Linked DNA regions of Mus musculus: all the other regions are linked to region 4. Evidence: chromatin contacts called from public Hi-C and promoter capture Hi-C data. All regions are on one chromosome and are shown on one strand. The core of a region is the stretch at or near the end of the contact, and the rest is flanking DNA. Distances in the headings are between cores, read along the strand shown. Region 1 holds the start of Nle1 (notchless homolog 1). Region 2 holds the start of Wfdc21 (WAP four-disulfide core domain 21). Region 3 holds the start of Slfn5os (schlafen 5, opposite strand). Region 4 holds the start of Rasl10b (RAS-like, family 10, member B).

Region 1 (2,700 bases), core at 83-2,582, 500 kb after region 4:
GTTTGGATCAAGGGATCCTACATTCAATTCCTGATTTCATAATTCAGTCCACAAGCGTTTCTTCTGTGTCCCCTATATACCGGGGGACATGACTGATAATGAGGAAATGACTGAAAATGCCGGAAAACTTGGAAAACACAGGACAAGACAGACAGGGTCCCCGAAAAACCAAAAGGAAAAAAGAAAAAAAAGAAGAGAAAAAAAAGAAAGACAGGGTCCTGGGAAAGGCTTCCCTAAGTAATTGAACTAATCTATGCAAAGTTCTGAGAACACTATCTGGCAAAGAATAGAGGCTCAATTCGCTTTGTCGGATGAATGAATGTATGCATGTAGGAATGAGTATATTTAAGCCGAGAGATAAACAATGTGAAGAAGGCCAGAAGGCAGCGTCCCTAGCAAATGGAGTCGTTGTTCTCAGATGAGGAAAAGCCTCCAAAGAGCACACGGGTCCCTCTGGCCTTCTTCAACTTTTATTAGTCTCGTTTGTTTGTTTGTTTGTTTGTTTGTCTGAGACAGGGAGTTCTTTTGGAGACCTTCAATGTCCTGGAACTTACTCTGTAGACCAGGCTGGCTTTAAGTTCAGAGATCTATCTGCCTGTCTTTGTCTCGCAAGAGCCTGGATTAAAGGCATGTTCTACCACAACCTATTTAATAGTTCCTTATAGGCTCTATATTCTTTGAACTTGTACAAGAGGAGAGCAGAGACTCAAATCTGTCCACAAAAGTTCCAGACAGAATAAATTGCCTATGCAAAAGCAGATACAGGAGAGGGCCACACCTTGAAAGAGCTCAGAAAAAAAAAATCCCAAAACAGCTGGGCACCGCGGCCCATCCGATATTCCCAGCATCCCATCCTGGGAGGCACAGACAAGAGGATCATGGAGTTCAAGGTCTACTTAGGCTACACACCCTCAGCCTATCTCAATACATACATGCATACATGCGCGCGCGCGCGCGCACACACACACACACACACACACACACACACACACACACACACACACACACATACACAAACTAAATCCCACAAGCCCACCTATAAAAGTTTCTGCCTCAACCCAATAGTTTTCTGGTTTGTATTTTCACCCCTGCTGCCTGGACCCTGGAAGTGTCATCCTCCACCATCTCCTGCCTCTGTGAGCTAGGCGGGCAAATCAATTAATTTCTCTGAGTTTTGGAGACTAAAATTGGCCAGAATCGCTACTGTGAAAAGAAGGCGCGAAGGGAGGCCACCATTGGCAATCCCGGCCTCCGAGAGCGGCTTGACTCCTCCGAACACGAGAGGGCGCTGTAGCCGGAGGTTGCCCGGCGCGACATGGATTTAACGCTCCGTCTTTCCGCCTCGGTTCTCCTCCACGTGGGGACGCAGGATGGCGGCGGCGGTGGTGGTAGGTGTACGCGCACGGGGCGGGGATGCCGGGTCTCCGCGTGGGGTACCGAGGCCCGAGGGGAGGGGAGGGGGACTGACAGTCTCGCGGCTTGATTCTGCAGGAAGAGGCGGCGGCAGGCGACGTGCAGCGGCTGCTCGTACAGTTCCAGGATGAGGGCGGTCAGCTGCTGGGCTCCCCGTTCGACGTGCCAGTGGACATCACGCCGGACAAGCTGCAGCTGGTGTGCAACGCGCTGCTGGCCCAGGTGAGCACCCCAAAACGAAGCCACGGTGTTCCGGGGACCCAGCTGCTCACCGACAGTGTCGGTGGCGTGGATCGGCCCCAGGAAAAATGTTCTCCGCGCCGACTCACCTACAGACAGGCTGTGTTTTGAACGCGTCGGATGCAGTGTTTCCGTGACTTCTTGTCACAGCCCAACATAAGCATCCCCATTTTACAGAGATGCCCAGCGGGATTAAATTTGTCGCATGGTGGTATGCAGTAGTTGGGATTGAGCCGACTCCCGCTGAGGGCAGGCATTCATCCCTCCGAGCAGAGTTCCTCTTTACTCTGTTCTTGCCTTCAGGAGGAGCCCCTGCCCCTGGCGTTCTACGTCCACGATGCTGAGATTGTGTCCTCCCTGGGGAAGACGCTGGAGTCCCAGTCTGTGGAGACAGAGAAAATCGTCGATATCATCTACCAGCCCCAAGCTGTCTTCAGGGTCCGGGCTGTGACGCGGTGCACCAGCTCATTGGAGGGTCACAGCGAAGCTGTCATTTCTGTGGCCTTCAGCCCCACAGGAAAGTAAGGACATGGGCAGAATCTTTGGGATGTGGAGGTGTGTCCTCTGACAGGTGGAGAGGACCATCCTGAGTTATTATTCACAGGGTCTTAGGCTGCCTGCCTGTCATAGACTTGGGGTCTGGACTCACGTTGCAAGTAACAGACTTTCTTATTGGGGTTTGGTCCCCAAAGGCTAAGAATAGTACCTGGCTCAGAAGAGCCTATCTTGGTTTGAACTACTCCTTTCCGAAGTCAGGTTTCTGCATCTGTTACTTCCCTATGAATCCTTTCTTGTAGGACTCTAAGAATAAGAACAGTTGAGCCAGGTGGTGGTAGTCCACACCTTTAATCTCAGCACTCAGGAAGCAGAGGCAGGCGGATCTCTGTGAGTTCAAGGCCAGACTGATCTAAATAGTTCCAGAACAGCAAGGGCTACATAGAGAGACTCTACCTCCAACAACAGAAGAATATGAAAAGCTTCAAAAGCTTTTTCTAGAAATTTCCAAGGAGGTAGAGACTAGGCGGGCAGGTCTTTGTGAATTCTAAG
Region 2 (2,700 bases), core at 192-2,691, 340 kb before region 4:
ATGCAAAAAGTCACAAGGGGAAATGTAGTAGGGTGGAACTTTGGGGAGGTCCGTGTGTGACCTGGGACACAGGACCTACAGAGGCACTCCCAGGACCAGAGACTGACTCTTCAAGTCCTACCCCTTAGACATATTATCTGCCACTCCCAGTTCCCCTGGAATAGGAGGAGTCAGGAGGATTGGCAAGTAGAGGTCTGGGCGAGTTTGGGAACAGGAGAAATAAATGTTGCAAAGGGCAAGCAGGCCATCAGGACCTGTGGATTTGGGATTTCACTTAATAAACTGAGAGAAGGTCATTTGGGAGGATTATCTGCTGCAAAGGCATAGACAGAACCAGGATCCAACTAGTAAGCACATCCAAGAAGGAAGAGGGGGTGGAGAGGGCTTCTGGGAAGCTTTTGCAATGGCAGGGCTGTGGAGTAATCAGGGATGGACACAGTGAGGCAACAGAGGGCAAAGGACGGAAGAGATGCAAACTGTTTCAAAAACAGGTAGTTGATGGAGTGAAGACGAGAGGCTAAACTCTATCTAAAGACATTTAGGGGCAAGCATTCAGTCCAAGATAATCCAGGGCTGGCTGGCTGTAGGATAGGGGTTGTGGGGTAGGGGTGGGCAGACAGCATCAGTCTGCAAAGGCGAGACTTTATTACAGAGGAGAGTGTGTCAGGAGTTTGATGAGGCTGTGGTCACAAAAGGGCTAAGGGAAGAATGGGCAGAGGATTAAGAGTAGTCCTTTGAGGCCAAATAAGATGGGGTGGATTGTGCTTGTAATCCCAGCATAGCAAGATGAAGCAGGAAGATTGCCATGTTGTTGAGGTCAGCCTGGGTTACACAGTCAGTTCCTGGCCAGCTTGGGCAAACATACAAACAAACAACAATGAAAACCCACGGCAACAAAACCCTTTCTGAGAATAATATTGGTAAAGAAGATTGAGATTGACCTGTGTCTAGCATAATTACAAGAATATTTTCTGTAGACAGGTCAAGGTAGACGCCAGTAGAGAAGGAGACGTCTGGGAGAGGGAGCTTGGCTGAGGAGCAAGCAGGAGGGGGGTCCAGTCAGGTGACCCAGGGAATGGAGAGAGGGAAAGCAGAAGAGGGATTCTGTTCTGGGGAATTCAGAGGTGACCATCAAGGAGGATCCTAAAGAGAACTCTTTCCTCCAGTTTCTCCCTCCTTCCTGCACACACTGGTTCTGGATGTCTTCTCACCCCTCACTTGAGGAAGAATAGTGCAACCGTGTTTGCCCAGACGTACCTAAAAGCTGCAGAGGTCTCACTGCAGCCTGCAGCTCCTGTACCTCTAGGCTGAGGGTGATGAGGGACACCAACAGAAGGAAGGCTCCTAGCTTCATGCTGCTGCTGAAGGATGTTAGCCAATACGCAGCAGGGCCAAGAGCTGCCAGAATTTAAACCTCTTCACCCACTGAGCTAGGCAGCAAGGCTAGGGGCGGGCCTGCACACCACAGAAGCCAAAGCCCCGCCTGGAAACCAGCATTGCCAGGGACACACACTATGTATGTCCTGGGTAGTGCCATCTTACTCAAGCCAAGCTCCGTGCCACAGAACACCCTCTGTTCCACAGATAGTCCTCCTAAAGTTGGAAAGCTGGGGTGGTAAGGGACTCTCGTTCCTTTTCAATGAAGTATTAGAGATCTACTCTGGGCCAGGAATGAGCTGTGATAAGGAATGTGTCCTCAGGGAATGACAATCCAGGAGCTGGGTGTCAGCTAGGACACCATCTGCTTTTGTACTTCTCTCTCCTTGCTCTAGGACAGTTGTTCCTGTAACTGAGGGCAGGGAGAGACCGTGGGAGAGCCAGTGGGGTGCGGCCACCTGTTGAGGAGACAGTAAGCCAGCGTCGTTCCCTCTGCCTTGATGCCATCATCTCTGCTGTTTGGAGCCTTCATTTTGGGGAACCCCAGCTGTCAATATCTACATCAAACCCTCCCAGGATGCCTCTCAGGCTGCACCACTGCTGTGCGACTTGGAGAGTGAGTGGGGTGAGAGTGACAACTAGCCCAGGTGTGAGCTTTCACTTCTTCCTTCTTGTAGACACGCCTGCTAATCCAGATGAGTGATTTGTAACTCAGACCATCTGTGGTTTGGGTGCCAGGGGAGATACCCTCTTCTTTCCCTGGTGGTGGGGGAGGAGCACACACAATGTGTCAATTTGATACAAGCTAGAGTTCCCAGAGAGAAAGGAGCCTCAGTGAAGAAGAGGCCTCTATGAGATCCAGCTCTAAGGCATTTTCTCAATTAGTGATCAATGGGAGAGGGCCCAGCCCATTGTGGGTGGTGCCATCCCTGGGCTGGTGGTGGTCCTAGCATCTCTAAGAAAGCAGACTGAGCAAGCCAGTAATCAGTTTCCTTCCATGGTTCTTGCCTCCAGGTTCCAGCCCTGCTTGAGTTCCTGTCCTGACTTCTTCCAATGATCTGGCAGTGTAAGCCAAAAAGCCCCTTTCCTCCCCAACTGGCTTTCTGGTCATGGTGTTTCATTGCAGTCATAGAAACCCTAAGTAAGACAAATACTGTAACTCATAAAATACCTTAACATGAAATGAGCTGGAAGCAGGGGGTAAGAGGGAGAGGGAGAAGTCACAGGATCAGTTTGTTGTGCCTTTGTAGGTGTCTGGGAAAATGGTTTATTTCAACAGTAGAGGGCAGGGGCCCTAAGTTTAATTCCTAGGAACACACACGC
Region 3 (2,700 bases), core at 7-2,506, 450 kb after region 4:
ACACACAGAGAGAGAGAGAGAGAGAGAGAGAGAGAGAGAGAAAGGATATCTCAGTGCCAGCTAATTGCTCTGCTGTCTCTTCCTACTGTCTACATCCCCCATACTCATATTTGCTTGCCCTGAGTGTGGCTGATTGTACATGAAATGTTTTTGGTGCTTAAATGTTTAGATCAAAGAGCTTCAAAGACAGCTAGAGACCAACCCAAGCTAACTGAAAACTGGCATCTTCCTATCAAAACACAACCTTTACAATATACAGATGTGTCCTTGCCCTGGAAGCCAGACAGAGCAGAGCATTGTAGAAAATGGCCGTCTCAGATCCCATTGGAATGATCCCAAACACAATACTTCTTTCCATGCCTGAAAATCGGTGAACACTCTCCAACACGACGTGACTACCCAGACTATCCAACCCCTCCCTGACCTGCACTAGTAAACTGGGCTCCTCAGCGAGCTGAGACATGGACCTCCTCCTCATTGCTAGCAGAAGCTTGTCTCTACATTTTTCTATATCTCTGGCTCTAGTGAAAAGAACAGCAACATCCGTGAAATAGCCAGACCTCCAAAGACTCTGGCATTTCTCTGCTACATAGACTGACATCTGCTCCAAATTCAAGTTATCAGTAATCTCTAAGTTGCCTGTGACATCTGGACCCCATTCAAGTTCTTCACCCACCATCAAGGCTTCTTGGGGGACATTTGGGGGAGGATTTTCTCTGATTTGATGCATTATATCCTGAAGGTAGCTGGTTATGTTGTCTCCGCTGCGGAGCATTCTGGTGAGCTTCAATAACGGCTTCTGGTGTTGGAGCTCAGGGAGGCCACTGCAACACAAGTGATTGATCTGAAAGTAATCCAGAAAAATGTAGAGAACTCCTGGGCCATCTCTCGCTCTCTGAGTGATGGCTTTGGCCTTTGCGTACCAGTTCCCGTCCTCCGTTCGGAAATTCTGAGCTTCGTCCACGATGATATGTTGCACATTATCAAAGGTATTTTTCATGAAGGTTTTCCGTGTCACTGCCTGGCAAACGTTTTTCCTGATGCAAGTGTAAGAAACACAGTCAGATTTCCTCAGCTAAGCAAAGAAAGGCAGCCCAATAGATAGGAATAGTTCCTGAGCATGGAAGCAACAACCCAGAGCTTAGCCCTCGAAAGCCACGCCCATTCAAATTGCCCACCAGAAAGAAATGAATAGTCAGGTTGCTTACCTCACAATGAACCTCTTCAAGGACTGGTTCTCACAGATGTAAAGAATGTTGTCAGCTTGACAGTTGAACACATTCCTGATCTTCCCCACGATCATGAGAGCTAGAGTGGTCTTCCCTGATCCAGGTAAGCCGTGAACAAACATCTCTCTGTGCTTGCTCAGGTTAGTTGAAAGCAACCCGTACTGTTGGTCTGAGAGCAGGGCCACAGTCTCAGACTCCAAGTTTAACTCTTCATTTAACAGGGGTCTGAACCCAAACAAGATGATCACAAGAGATTGCAACAGAGCTTCCACCTGCTGTGTGGTTATGAAGTTATAGGATTCGGGGTACACTGGCATTTCTAAGTCATTCCTTACTCTTTGGTGAGAACCCAGTGGTAAGACCAAGGGAATGATGCCTAATCTTCCAGGGTAGCCACCCATGTTCACCAGCTTCTGCTTCAGGGTACGGGCAACTTTCATGGAATAGTGCCTGTTCCCCAGATCCCACTTGTTGCAAATGGTGTACAGGATTGGAACGTTGTTCGGGGAAATCAGAAGAGCGTCACAGATGACATCTTGCCTCCTCTGAAGACCTAGATCTACAGCCCAGCTGTGGGAGAAGATCAATATCCCTTGAGAGAAACAGCGCATTTCCATATTTATTAAGTTTCTTAGTCCTCTGTAATCTGCGAAGAGGTCCTTGTAGACGCTCTCTGGAGTATATGTAATCCTGTTGGGTGACACTAGACAAGGAAAGAATCGGAATGAATCAGAGACAAGCTAATAATCACCATTGCTGTGGGAATCTTTCTTGAATAAGCACTCTTGAATAATCTTTCTTGAATAACACCAATGAGAGTGGAAGAGAGGACCAGTGGATGAAAAGCCTTCATGCCCGTGCCATCTGTAATAACGCATTACACTTTAAAACCACTAGGTGGAGGGAGCGAGCAAGCAAGATTTTATAGAGTATGTGGCAGGCAGCAGGATTTAGAGGGCCAGGACTTATTTATTTATTTGTCTATTTATTTATTAACTGTTTCTCCAGGTCATTCTGTTTCAGATGGCAAGTGAAGCCCTGCTTGGCCAACAGATGTACAAGCAGTGCTTTAAGTAAATCACTAAACAAATCAGTAGCTAGTAATTAGTCTTACTCTACCATTATATGATGTAGATCTCGATCTTTGAGCTCTATCATGTATCAATGATCAGTTTTATATTAGTAACAAAAAGAGAAGCAATCTTGAGTCTGAGGGAGCCCATAACCAGCTGTGATCAACATGGACTACACTGAGAACACAGTAGCCAAGGCAGCAAGAAAGAACCTCTCTTGGACTATGAGAACACTAGTGGGAAGGTGGTGCATGCCTTTAATCCCAGCCCTCGGGAGGCAGAGGCAGGCAGATTTCTGAGTTCGAGGCCAGCCTCTACAAAGTGAGTTCCAGGACAGCCAGGGCTACACAGAGAAACCCTGTCTAAATTTGTCTTTGTTCTATGTCCTGCAAAAGCTT
Region 4 (2,700 bases), core at 136-2,635:
AGGTTTTCCCAGACGCTCAGTTGAACCTCCTGGCAATCTAGGAATGGGTCACTATCTACAGTTGCATGGGCTCATAAACTTGCAGTGTGTGTACCTGGGCATCCATATGTCCATATGCATGTATATGATGCCTTTCATTTTATTGAAGAACAAAAATCCATCACCAATAAATCAAGACCCAGAGACTTAGGGAAGGAAGCCACCTTAGCTAAGACTAGGACTCTAATCTCTCTTGTGCCTGCCTCATGCATGTCCCTTCCCCAACAGGTGCTCCTCTGAGCCTGCTTCCTACGGAGACAAAACTAACGCTACCACCACGCACAACCCTTCAGGTCCCTAGGCCTCTGGGGCATCCCTGGATGCTGCCAGCTTAGCAAAGAGGCTCAGCTGGGTTAATTACATAACAGCACGAGCAGGTGGGGATGGGGGAGTCCTGGGCCTTCGAGAGGGCAAAGAGCAAGAAAGAAGAACACGGACTCACTCTGGGTGTGGCAGAGGTTTCAGGATGTATCCTATCTGCAGATTCTCAAGCCCCCAAACCAACTCTTTTTGAGTAGTAGCAGACACGAAAACCAGGTACAGTCTGGGAGTCAAGAAGTGGGTACAAGAACAGCCCCCTATGCACTGGCAAGCCTCTGGAGCTACCAGGCCTAAGTGTGGCCCTGTCCCCAACTCAGAGGGAACAGATGCCCCTTCAGTTCTTCCCAGGCACAAGTCCTGGGTCTAAGCAGTTTACTAAGCCCACATGCCTAGTTATGTGGGGGTGAAAGGTCTGTCCCAGGAAGCAGGGCCCAGGCCCCCTGAGCTTCCCCAGGGCCTGCATTCTGCAGTGAGTCTGCAGACAGCTCCCGGCAAGAGGCAGGGGTCACACACTCGGGCCACAGTCTCTTTTTAGTCCCTTCCCCGGCCTGGACATCTTGGGTCTCTACCTCACACTGGGAAGGTCGGGGGTTCTGAGGATCCTAAAGGCCGGGCCGTACGTCCTCGGGTGGTGAGTCCCTACCACGTCCGCGTGGGGGTGGGGGCGCCGGCGGATGCCGGGCTCCCAGTGACCCGATCGGTGGCAGGTGTGGGGGCTGCAGGAGCCCCGCTGGCTGCCGGCTCCAGCTCCACTCCGGCTTGCCCGCTGCCCCCTCCCCGGGCTGCCCCTCACCCCGCGGTCGCCCCGCTCCTCCTCCTCCTCCCGCTTACCCGGGGCCGTCCCGGCTGCCTGCCCCCTGCCCTGGCCGGCGCGGCCGCGCTCCCCCCGGGCTCCGGCGCTGCCTTGGGCTCCCCCGCCCGGGGGGAGGATGAGGGGCGCCGCCCGCGGCCCGGGCGCGGCGGGCTGGGGCGCGGGGGGCCGCAGCACCGAGGGTCGCTCAGCTGCTCGCCCTGCGGAGCGCGCCGCCCCACTCGCGCCGGCGGAGGGGGAGGCGGGCGCGGGGGGTTCCGCTGGGTCCCCGAGCCCGACGGATTCACTGGGGCGCCGCGGGACCAGCTCCCCAATCCCTAACCTCAACCTTCAATCCTCCCCTACGCCCCCGACCCCCGCGACTCTCCCCTGGGAGAAATTAGCTCGAGCCTGGACGAGTTGGGGGCGGGGACGAGAAAGGCCCCGGAGCCTCTGCCTTCATTGCGACTCCCTTCCCACACAGCCTCGCACCCTGCCCTCGGCAGGGCTCGTCCCCTCCTCCCCACGCTGTCCTTTTGACCCTTACCGATACAGTCAGTCAGTGACTGGCAGATGCCCAGCGTGTGTCCTGCCCTGGTTGCTGGCATCCAGATTCTTGCTCTTCCACCCCTGAAGGACGGAGTAGAGGGTGGTCACTCTCACCCTTCACTGCGGCAGGGAACAGCAGGCCAGGCTAGTGCCAAGCAAAGCTGGTCCCCTGCCAAAGCATGACCTCCACTCCTCTAAGGCTGCGGATCCCTCTCCTTTGAGATCCCAGCATTTGCAGGGCTTGAGGGTGCAGTTCCTCTTGTATTTAATCTAAAATAGTCCTCACCAACATATTTTTATCAGTAGGTAACATTCCAATGTGGTAAGAGCTTTGCCTAAATCCTCAAGTTAAATTCCCAGAACATTCCACGAAGGAGGTTGTTTCCCCCATTTTACAGATGAGATCACTGAGGCTGAGAAAGGATGAGTAACTACTTTTACTTAAATGCAAAATGGAATGCTAAGGCTGTGTCACTAGCAGGGCAGCTTTGCTTCGGAAAAGCTCAGCAGAGGGCTCACATAGTCCAGTGGAGAGGCCACAGACAAATTCCTTTGTGAAGTCAAAAGGGGTCTTAGAGGGCAAATCAGGTGGGCCACTTCAGAGAGGTCAGCTGAGGCTAGGAGCAACTGAGAGTCCAGAGACCTGACAGAATGCTTCAGGCTGGAAGAATGGGGTCAGAAGAGGCTGACAGAGGTTATGACCCTGACTGCTTCTTGTTCCCCTAAAAGGGTCTCAAAGACCCCCGTTTTACTTTTCTTGTTGGTGTGGCAAGTACCTGACAAAAGCGACTTAGTTTTGGCTATTGTGATGACAATAGACACATCTATTGTAGCCAGAAGGCAAAGTGGTGGGAATGTGAGGTCCCTGGCACTGTGCATGCAGCCTGGAAGCAGAGATGCACGTTAGCGTTAAGCTCAAATTTCAATTTCCCCTTTTGCCTTTTTAGTCAGTCCGTGGGATGGTGCTGCCCGAGATGCAGGTGGAAAACCCCCTTCAGTTA

What was found. Promoter capture Hi-C pulls out the DNA fragments that hold promoters and counts their contacts. Hi-C and Micro-C count contacts between places; a contact is called where the count stands out from the background.
Region 1: a contact with region 4 is called in a Hi-C map of stem cell-derived germline stem cell-like cells, with 3 times the contacts expected there. The contact joins the promoter of Nle1 here to the promoter of Rasl10b in region 4. A contact is called at or near these places in 5 of 39 promoter capture datasets (the HPC-7 cell line, embryonic stem cells, liver and 1 more), 1 of 15 datasets of contacts at CTCF or cohesin (embryonic stem cells), 8 of 484 Hi-C or Micro-C datasets (B cells, the G1E-ER4 cell line, cortical neurons and 5 more), 3 of 115 datasets of contacts at active chromatin or transcription factors (embryonic stem cells and stem cell-derived neural progenitor cells) and 3 of 9 other capture datasets (adipose tissue, liver and pancreatic islet).
Region 2: a promoter capture Hi-C map of the HPC-7 cell line shows a contact between it and region 4. The contact joins the promoter of Wfdc21 here to the promoter of Rasl10b in region 4. A contact is called at or near these places in 10 of 39 promoter capture datasets (the 3T3-L1 cell line, 3T3-L1-derived adipocytes, the HPC-7 cell line and 6 more), 3 of 115 datasets of contacts at active chromatin or transcription factors (bone marrow-derived macrophages, embryonic stem cells and pro-B cells) and 2 of 9 other capture datasets (adipose tissue and liver).
Region 3: a contact with region 4 is called in a promoter capture Hi-C map of embryonic stem cells, with 2.3 times the contacts expected there. The contact joins the promoter of Slfn5os here to the promoter of Rasl10b in region 4. A contact is called at or near these places in 6 of 39 promoter capture datasets (embryonic stem cells, hippocampal neurons, liver and 2 more) and 5 of 484 Hi-C or Micro-C datasets (embryonic stem cells, muscle stem cells, myocytes and 2 more).

What each region holds. Positions count from the first base shown.
Region 1 is chr11:82,907,027-82,909,726 of GRCm38.p6, reverse strand. Nle1 (notchless homolog 1) reads left to right here and starts at 1,332. Exons shown (of 13, transcript NM_145431.2): 1 at 1,332-1,388; 2 at 1,492-1,635; 3 at 1,957-2,174. The coding sequence starts at 1,371.
Region 2 is chr11:83,745,681-83,748,380 of GRCm38.p6, reverse strand. Wfdc21 (WAP four-disulfide core domain 21) reads right to left here and starts at 1,441. Exons shown (of 3, transcript NM_183249.2): 1 at 1,258-1,441. The coding sequence starts at 1,354.
Region 3 is chr11:82,959,237-82,961,936 of GRCm38.p6, reverse strand. Slfn5os (schlafen 5, opposite strand) reads left to right here and starts at 1,256. Exons shown (of 3, transcript NR_045932.1): 1 at 1,256-1,332. It overlaps Slfn5 (schlafen 5), which reads right to left. Exons shown (of 6, transcript NM_183201.4): 5 at 1,209-1,932; 6 at 1-1,037. The coding sequence ends at 233.
Region 4 is chr11:83,408,373-83,411,072 of GRCm38.p6, reverse strand. Rasl10b (RAS-like, family 10, member B) reads right to left here and starts at 1,385. Exons shown (of 4, transcript NM_001361568.1): 1 at 1,192-1,385.